2 separate regions of the Rattus norvegicus genome follow, and region 1 is linked to region 2. Evidence: chromatin contacts called from public Hi-C data. All regions are on one chromosome and are shown on one strand. The core of a region is the stretch at or near the end of the contact, and the rest is flanking DNA. Distances in the headings are between cores, read along the strand shown.

What was found. Hi-C and Micro-C count contacts between places; a contact is called where the count stands out from the background.
Region 1: a Hi-C map of liver shows a contact between it and region 2, with 1.8 times the contacts expected there. The contact joins the promoter of Septin11 here to the promoter of Ccng2 in region 2. A contact is called at or near these places in 2 of 12 Hi-C or Micro-C datasets (Schwann cells and liver) and 1 of 1 datasets of contacts at active chromatin or transcription factors (oligodendrocytes).

The regions. Positions count from the first base shown.
Region 1 is chr14:15,273,143-15,277,427 of GRCr8, forward strand. Septin11 (septin 11) reads right to left here and starts at 2,058. Exons shown (of 11, transcript NM_001107208.3): 1 at 1,899-2,058. The coding sequence starts at 1,925.
Region 2 is chr14:15,095,935-15,100,424 of GRCr8, forward strand. It overlaps Ccng2 (cyclin G2), which reads right to left and starts at 1,256. Exons shown (of 8, transcript NM_001105725.2): 1 at 1,074-1,256; 2 at 135-272. The coding sequence starts at 272.

The DNA.
Region 1 (4,285 bases), core at 808-3,307, 180 kb after region 2:
AGAACTGTAGTTTTAAGCTCACATATGGCTGGCAGACACAGAGTTGGAAATGATTACAGCCACACAACTAAATCTCAACCCCACATATTGTTCCTATTTAACTGACATATATGAACTTACTAATTTATTGGAAATGTGGAGCAAATTATTCCTACCACCCCCACCCCAGCCCTTAAGAATGCACTGGCCAATAGGTGTTTCTGAAAACGATACCCCCTACACAGGATACGTGCATTCCCAGACGCTTGCCAATGCTTCTAAAACATACATTGTTATTTTAGTTCTTTGAATCTGTGCCCTGAAAAATAAGGCCAAGAGTTAACCTTGGTTTCCTTACCCTAGTAATAAAGAGATCATCAGCCCAGAGACTATGCAAATTCCCTCAGTAATGACAGCCTCCGACCAATTAACAAGGGCATAATTTGTGTGGTGAAGAGGAAGACAAAATTCTTAAGGATGTATCATTTAACAGAGTTTGGAAGGCCTAAAAAGACTCACAGTAACACTTGATAATGCCCAGTGAACATGTTCTGATTGTAGGGTAAAGTCTTTCAAAGCGCCTCAAACTGCAGCAGAAAAGGCAACTACAGATGTTGCAAAGAGTGACCCCATGAACTTCCTGCTGGGCTAAGACTCCTCAGGGGTGCAGAAGGTGGTGGTGTGTGAAGAGGTGTAAGGGGGTGGGGGAGCCAAGAAACTCAGCATCTGGGGTTTGGCAACTTTCAATATCTAAGATTTTCTCTATAGCTGCAAAATATTAGGCCACCACCTGAAGCTAGCTGTAAAGTTTGAAAAGGAAAATTAAAAAAAAAAAAAAGAAGATGATGAGGTACTAGCCAGGAAAGACCTCCACCGAAGTCGCCCCAAGGGCAGACCAGGCAAAGTGGGCTATGAACGTTGACAAAGAAAACCAGAGAGAAGAGGACTCCGCCTTTCCCACTGGGCTTGGCTCCTTTCAGTAAAAAGGAAAGGCGGGTGCCGCCGCCACCGCCCCTTCCCTCCTTTTCACCCGAGGTTGGGGAGCAGACCCTAAACTACATCCTCAAAGTCCCACTCGCTCTGGCTGGCTCCGGAGTTGGAAACCCGGAGTCTATACCCGCAGATGCACAGCCCGTGGCGCGTACCCCCGCCCAGAGTCCGGAGAGGAGCATCCCCTCCCTGACTTCGGGTGCTGGGGCACTCCTCCAGGCACCCACCCTCCCTTCCTCTTCCCGGAGCCCCGCATTCAGCACTGCCGCCCCCGGCCTGCCAGTCGCAGAGTATTTCAGGACTTCCACCCACCCCCAAAGGGAGCCCTTTGAAAACTTTGTGTGTGTGCCTAGGGCTTTGTCCACATCCTGGGCAGGGCCCGGTCACCCGGGTGGGCGCCTGAGGGTGTCCGGAATTTCACAATGCACCGGGGGGTAAGCCACCACGGAAATCCCACCCCTTTGACCCGCTTCTACAGCCCTGTGACACAGCGCTTCAGCTCCCAATTCTCATGCCCCGATCGCCCCCAGGGCGCGGGAGAACCGCGAGGAAACCCTCCTCAGTCAGCGCCTTCCTCCACTGTCACCAGCTAAGCGTTGTGCGCCGGGAAGAGAGGTTAGCTGGGGAAAGCAGCAGCTCAGGCAAACCCCTTCTAAGGGCGCCTCACGGAAGGGTCCTTTTCCTCCCACATCCCTGAAACAGGGGCGCGCCAAGGCAATCTAATGTTGCATCAGGTAGGCTCTCAGCCTGTGGGCTCCCCAAGCTCCCCTCCGCCCCAGACGCGCGCCCAAATTCATGCACACACCCACAGCCCCATCAGCCACCACCCAGAGCCCCCCTCCTGGTCCCCGCAAGTCTCCACCAGCACGCGCCCCGAAACAGAGCCCACCCGACGCCCTGGGATCAGCGTGCGAGGGCCCACGACTTACACTCGGTCTCCCCACCGCCACGGCCATCGCGACTGTGGCTCTGGCTGCGCCCGGCTGCTCTTCACCGACACTGGCTGCTGCTGGTGCTCCGGCTCCCGCTGGCCTCCCCCGCGCCTCCCTCGCGGCTGCGCCCTGCTCGCGCCCGGCTCCCGCGCGCCTCCAGCCGCATCTGCTCGCCCGCGCCGCCCCGCCCGCTTTATTCCAGCAACATGGCCTCCCGCCTGGACTCAACCATTACCTGCCCCGGAACGGGGGTGCAGAGAGAGACCTGACCCCAGCGGAGCGGAGGAACGCGGCGGGTGAACCATGATCCTGGTGAGCTGATAGGTTGATAATCTGTGAAGTCAGACACTTTCCCTCCTGTGGCTTTCTTCCGCCCCACTAAAGTGTCCTGTGCCCAGACGCTGCCCGACTCTCCCCCTCCTGCAACACGTGCTGGAGTCCGCGTAAAAGCCTAGGCGCGGAGGTCCCAACCCCGAGCTGCCACGCGCTGCGCGGAGCCGGCACCTGGAGCTGCTATGGGGTGGGGCAGGCAGGCTAGGGGACCACAGGGTGCAGAGTCTGCACCTCTGGAAAGTTATCCTGGTGACACTCCCCATCCAGAGGAGTCCGCTTAGAAGGTTCGGTGGGTAACCTACTAGGGCAGAGCGCACCCCACGAGGAAAGAATTGCCGGTCTGCTGGGCCTTCCATCAGAAAGGAGACTAAACAAGCTGCTGGAAACCGTCGCTGTGGTGTGCGACCGGACTGGGAATCGCTTTCTGAGAGAAAGAGGACTGAGGACGTAGTCGTGAACCCACCACCGGCTACTGGAGGCGGGGGCGGCGGGGGGTTAATTAAAAAAGAAAAAAATCCAGTACCCGCTGGAGAATTTAGGCCGTTTGTGAGCTTTCTCCAGAGCTTTTCCCCACCGTGTTACTGGAGAGGTTACTGGTACGGAGAGGTTAGTAGACGTGTCATTGGATCCCCGAGACAGACCGGATGACCCAGGGACCAGAGGCGTGCAAGCTCAACCCTGGCTGAGGGGTGTGGTGCACAGCGAAGGCGCAAAGCGGGTGACAAGTGGGTGCGATTCACGGCACAGGAAACCTGGAGGACTCCTCCACCATCAAGGATTTTTTTTTCCAGCAAATGTTGGAATATTACTGTATCTGAGTGGCAGGTGAAATGGCGGGTCCTTGTGCATGCATCTGACATAGGCTGAACAGTGAGGGATGTCGTGCGCTGTGGGTGTCTACGCATGGTAGGCCCACGATTACATGAGGATAGCTACTTGATTGAGTTGAGGAAACCAGGTGGGTTGAAGCACAGGGAAAGAGGCAAGGGGAGGGCTGTAATATGAACGTGCCCTGGGAGGAACTGGGGCACATGAGAGTCTGACCTGAGACTTCAAACATCCAAGTTTCTGGAGTCCCACTTTTGGCCACGGGATTCAGACGCTCTGCCCAGCCTTTGGCTGAGGGTAAGTGGCTCTGTAGCATTGGTTCACCCATAACTGATCCTGATGCTGGACTGCTCTGATATGGTGAGTGAGGAGCTAGAAGCCACCTAGAGTGAATCCCACCCTTGGCCGTGAAGCTAGAGAGGAGTGTTGAAAGAGGAGGGGCTCTGACGTCAAGCCTGCTCAGACCTGAACAGCACTACCTTATTCCGGTCACTTTCTGTTCTGTAGATAACTTGTCTTTTGAGAATGGGGACTTCATTTACACCATTACACAGTGAGCAAAAACCCTGTTCAGTTTGTAAGATGTCACTCGAATGAGTGCTATGCAGGAGCGCAAGAATTCCTTTCCTCTGTGACTCTAATTCAGTGCTTTCTGGCTCTTTGGTTGGGGGATGGGTATCAGGGCAGGTGCATATGAATGAGGGTTGTGAATAATTTCTTATTCAAGCTTAAAAACTTTCAAGATTAAAAGGGGAGGCTGGCGATATATATAACTTCAGATGACAACAGGCAGGAACTGTGACTTACTTTCACCCCAGCCATTGTTGCAGATGAACTAGGCTGTTAAGAGGTTGTCATAGTAATAATCGATAGACTATGAACTCAAGAGTGCTTCTTTGCCTTTTGGCGTCTAGCCCACACTGTACATGTTGTACAGAACTATCCTCCAGGCCAAACAACGGCCATCTTGGTGCAAATGAGCTGTGGCTGCTGACTCCTTACCTTGCTCAGAGTGTGGAGTGAGGCTCAGGAGCCCCTCACTGGGTATCCAGCCACCTACTACCACATTTCCTGTATACCTCTGCCTTAGCTGCACTTTGTCCCCAGGAAGGGCTACAGTGTAAAAGCTGAGGAGACTAGGAAAGGGGGGAATCCATCTATATGACTATTGGAAAGCCTCCATCCCTGCTGGGTGATGTCAGTTTTAGTGTGGCCTCTAAGAA
Region 2 (4,490 bases), core at 6-2,505:
GCATAACCCTGCCCAGTTTCAGGTTTTTCTTAGTCCGGGGAGGCCAATTTTGGATTTAACTTTGTGGCCTTTGGTACTGCTTTCAACCGAGGAAAAACAAAATATTCCCAAGTCCTATCACTTCTCAAATTTACCTCTGGGGTAGCCTCCATCAAGGTCAGCCCTTTTTCTCGAGGTTGGTATCTCTGTTCTTGTTCCAGGTAGAAGTTCAACAATCCGAAAAGCTGAACCCCTTCGCCACCTGCCAAGTGCTCGGCCCCCAAATCCTTCATCTGCAGCAAATACACCGCGGCCGGTTAAGAATATATTCAGGATATGAAGGGGGTGTGAGAAAAAAGACTTGGCCGCGATCCCTCAGCTAGGGGCGCCCCAGCTCACACAAGCCAGAACCGGGTGAGGGGATCCGTCACGTCGACCAGCCTCTGGGGAATCCTCCCCTAAAGACAAGGAGGCGTGGCATGGGGGAAGGATCTCGGTCACCTCCGCTGGCCAGGGCTAGTTCTGACCAGCCCTCTGGCCGATGGCGTTTGACAAACAGGAAAACTGTCCAAGGAGCGTAATGTCTCCTACTGTCCGTATCACCTGGATAGCACAGCAGGGACTTCTGCCTGCACTCTAGGCCCTAGAGAAAAGCGGGGGGACCGGAAGATTGAAGCCACCGAAGCGGGTTCTGGGGCGGGGCGTTGCACAATAGGAGAGAAGGGAGGGGGAGTCTCGAGACTGAACAAAGAACTGGAAGGAGGAGGCTTCGGAGCCCCGCCCCGGGACCCGTCCCGGAGCCCACCTCCAAGCTGTCCCCTACGCTTCTGCAGCTTAAAGGAGCCCCGCAAGTGGAGACAGAGCGGCCCACCAGCTTGGGAGGTGCTGGGAGGACAAGGGGAGTCCAGTCTGCCCGCGCCGAGCAGGAACCTAATACTTCGGTTCAGTAACGGTGCTGAGTCCCCGGGCTGTCAACCCCCGTGTGGCCTCACAACATCCCGGAGCCCCTGTCAGTCCCTCGGATGCGACTGGGGGACTCTACCGTCCTAGCAGACTGCAATCCAAACCCGGAGCCACCCGGGAGGCCCACTCACCGTGTCGGCCCCGGCGTCGCGGACCGGCGCGGCGGGGGCGTCCGGACCCTCCTCCGAGGTAGGGGACAGCCTGCTCAGCGGCGCCCCGACACCCGCATCCGACTTCCCCGCCGCCGCCGGGTCTCACAGCCCGGGCTTCATGCTGCTCCTCAGCCGGGCGCTGCGCCCGCCCTGCACCTCCACCTCCTCCCCGCTCCGCCGCAGACTCCCGAGCCGAGCAAACCCCTTGTTTTTGTTTTGAGTCTGCGACGCCCCCAAGGGGCGGGGCGCGTGACTCCGCGCGGAGGGATCCTCTCTCCCTCATTCAGTGGATCTGAAAAAAAAGAATCCCTGCTCCAAGCCTCATTACCCAGACTCTCCTAGTCCTTTCTCTTCCTCTTGGCTTTGCCGAGCCAGGATCTAGGGTGAGGAATGGAATCTAGATTTCAGCCTCATTTCAGGATGAAGCCGGAAGGGAGCAAAGATGAGAGAGCTGGTCGGAGAGCGGAAGGAGACCTTCTCTAGACGCCTCACACCGTTTAAAGGTCCCCGATTTGTTTTGTTTTCGCTGTTTTAAAAAGTCCGCCCAAAGTAGCCTGCTCCCTGATTGGATAGGGGTGGGGCAAGCCGACTGCTGAGGACTTGATTTAATCTCGAATCTGGATTGGCTGGCCGATTGGCTGTTGCGTCCTCTGATTGGCTCTCATTATATCCTGAGTCTCTTATCTTCTTCGGGGGCCTTAGCAACTCCGGGGTCTAGATTGCGCATGCTTGGGTGGGTGGCATTTGTGGAGCTTGGTTACGTGCCGGGGTCCACAGTTGCCTATCGGCTCTAGCTAAGTGTAGGCGAGGCCCAAGACTGTCGCTTCTGGTCACACCCCCGAAAATCTGGGGTCACATAACTCTGTAACAGCGTTTCCACGAGTGCAGAAGGGCGTCCTCAGCTTCTTAGTTGTACCACCGATGCAATAAGCAGTCAATCTACAACATTTCTTGAAATGCCTACCGAGATATTTGTTTTAAAAAAACAAAAAACTCTTGACTCAGGAAAGAAAAAAAAGAAGCTAGGCTCAACTACTTGGTTACACAGCTGAATTGTTGAAGTTAAGCCGTGGGTGGTAGAGACTGAGTTACAGAATTGTTAATGCATTTGTGGACCTTGACATTTTTTTCCATAAAAAAAGTTCAAAGGAGGGACTTTTCTATAAAAACTGCAGATTGACGAGGGTATATAAATATCTAGTAGGTATAATAGCGTGCTTCTAGAGATTATGGTTGTACTGTTTGCTTTCGGTTTTAATGAAGGCTCCCACAGCCGCTTGGTTCTTGATCGCCCATAAATTATCATTTATTGTCTATTATAATTAACGTTGTTATTAAGCTGACACCTCTCCTAAGGCAGAGCAAAAACCAAACCAACTAGATGCCTTAGGCAGAACTAACTTTCACACGGAGTGGAGTATCAGTAAGGAGGTAGGAAAAGTCCCTAGGTGGTTTTGGTTTTGGTTTGTTTGTTCGTTCGTTTGTTTGTTTTACTTTCTGTTTTCTCAGATCTCTACCTCCTACCAAACATGCAAATTGGTAACTTTGCACCTTCATGAATTCTAAACAGCTAGCCTCTTGGAAGTGAGTTTTCTACTCTTATGTGTGTTTTCCGTGAGGCACTTTGGAGCTTCTAAACTACTTAGAGGGCACATAGTACAACTTTAACAAGCTGAAGAATTAGTCAAATAGATGGCTTTGTGTATTATCTGGAATGAGACTCAGACATCTGTTTGGAGCACAGAGCAACAGGGGACAAGAATGCCAAAGGGCCTAGCTAGCACTCCTGTTTCAGAAGGGTGTGGCCTTCTTGGTTTTAGAACATAAAATAAAATTAGCATACCACTTATAAATGATTTACAGGTTACACAATTTTATTCAAGGTGTGGTTGATCTTTTAAGCATTATTTAAATTATTACTTTAGTGACGTACATCTGGGCCAAAGTCCATGCTAATAAACGCACACAGCAGCCGGCGACTCCTTTAGAGAATGGAGCTATGATTAAAGTTCAGACGTACATCTGCTTGCAACAGGGAACGAACTCAGCTAACAGGGTTCAGAGAGAGAAAGAAGCGACCACCAAATCAAATGAAAAGACACACAGAGAAGTTTAGGAGCTGAATGAACATGGAGACTGGGGAGAGCTTTGTTTTCCGATGGGCAAAGGTATAAAAGGAGCCTGGGCTAGAAAATATGTGATTCGAAAGAGGAAGTGTAAAAGATGTGGCGGGACGTTTTTATAAATAACATACAAAAGGGAAGAAAGCCAGCCAAGTGCAACGGCTTACATCTGCAAACCCAGCACTTGGAAGACTGAGGCAAGCAGGGGGATTGCGGTGAGTTCAAGCTTAGCCCAGGCTACAGAGTGAGACCTCGTCAGAAGGGGGAAAAGATCTAGAAATTATCCTTTTCTTAGCCCACTAGAAGTTATACAAAACATACGCTGATTTTTACATGATGTGAACAGTCCTGTAGAGTGAGCTGTTTTGTACTAGTGAATTCACTGCTCAGCACAAGGGAGACTAACTTTCCACCACTGTCCATTGAACTCTTTAATATTAAAAGACAGCAGTCCTTTTAACATACTGGCCCCAAATTACATTGTCTCCCCATGGGAACCTCTTCTTTTATACTTTTCCAGGAAGTGAGAAGAATTGCTTTTTGCTGAATATCTCTCTCTCTCTCTCTCTCTCTCTCTCTCTCTCTCCCCCCCAACCCCATGTGTGTCTCCCTCCCCCTCCCTCTCTGTCCCTTCCCTCTCTCCCTCCACCTCCCCCTTTCCCTTCCCTCTCCCTTAAATGAGCCTTTCTGCAGACTGGCCTTGGACCTTATCTCCTCCGCTAGCTGCACCAGATCTGTAGGCACTGTTTATTAAAAGAAGACATTCTTCCAGTGCTGATCAGACTACCCATTAGGTTCATCTTGGGCTTTCCTGAGCAATTCTTGAAGACCGCATTCCTAGACAATCACCCGTAATAAAAATAAGGAAATGAAAACTCTTTCAGCACCCAAAAAAGATAGAGGGAATTCCCTTTATTATGTGATACTGGGTCTTCTTCAGTGCAGTGACAGGGGTTGCGGTAGTGAGTAGGAGGAACTGGACGTAGGAAAACTGACACTATGAGGGATTTACTAATAAACTTGCTTGGGACCTATCAAGTTATAGAATGTAGAATCTATCAAATTCTATGGTGCTGCCTCCAATATGATGGAGAGATAGTAATGTAGAACCAGGCTCCTCAGAAATTGAAAGGAAGCTTTGTTCTGTAATTGAAGCTGAGGGTTGCTGCGAAAGTCTCTGCTAATGTTTGTTCACCAAGACTGGCCTCGAATGCAGCCGGCTCCATTTCCACAACTAAAGGAGCCAGTCCTGACTTTCAACTGTCTATTAGGA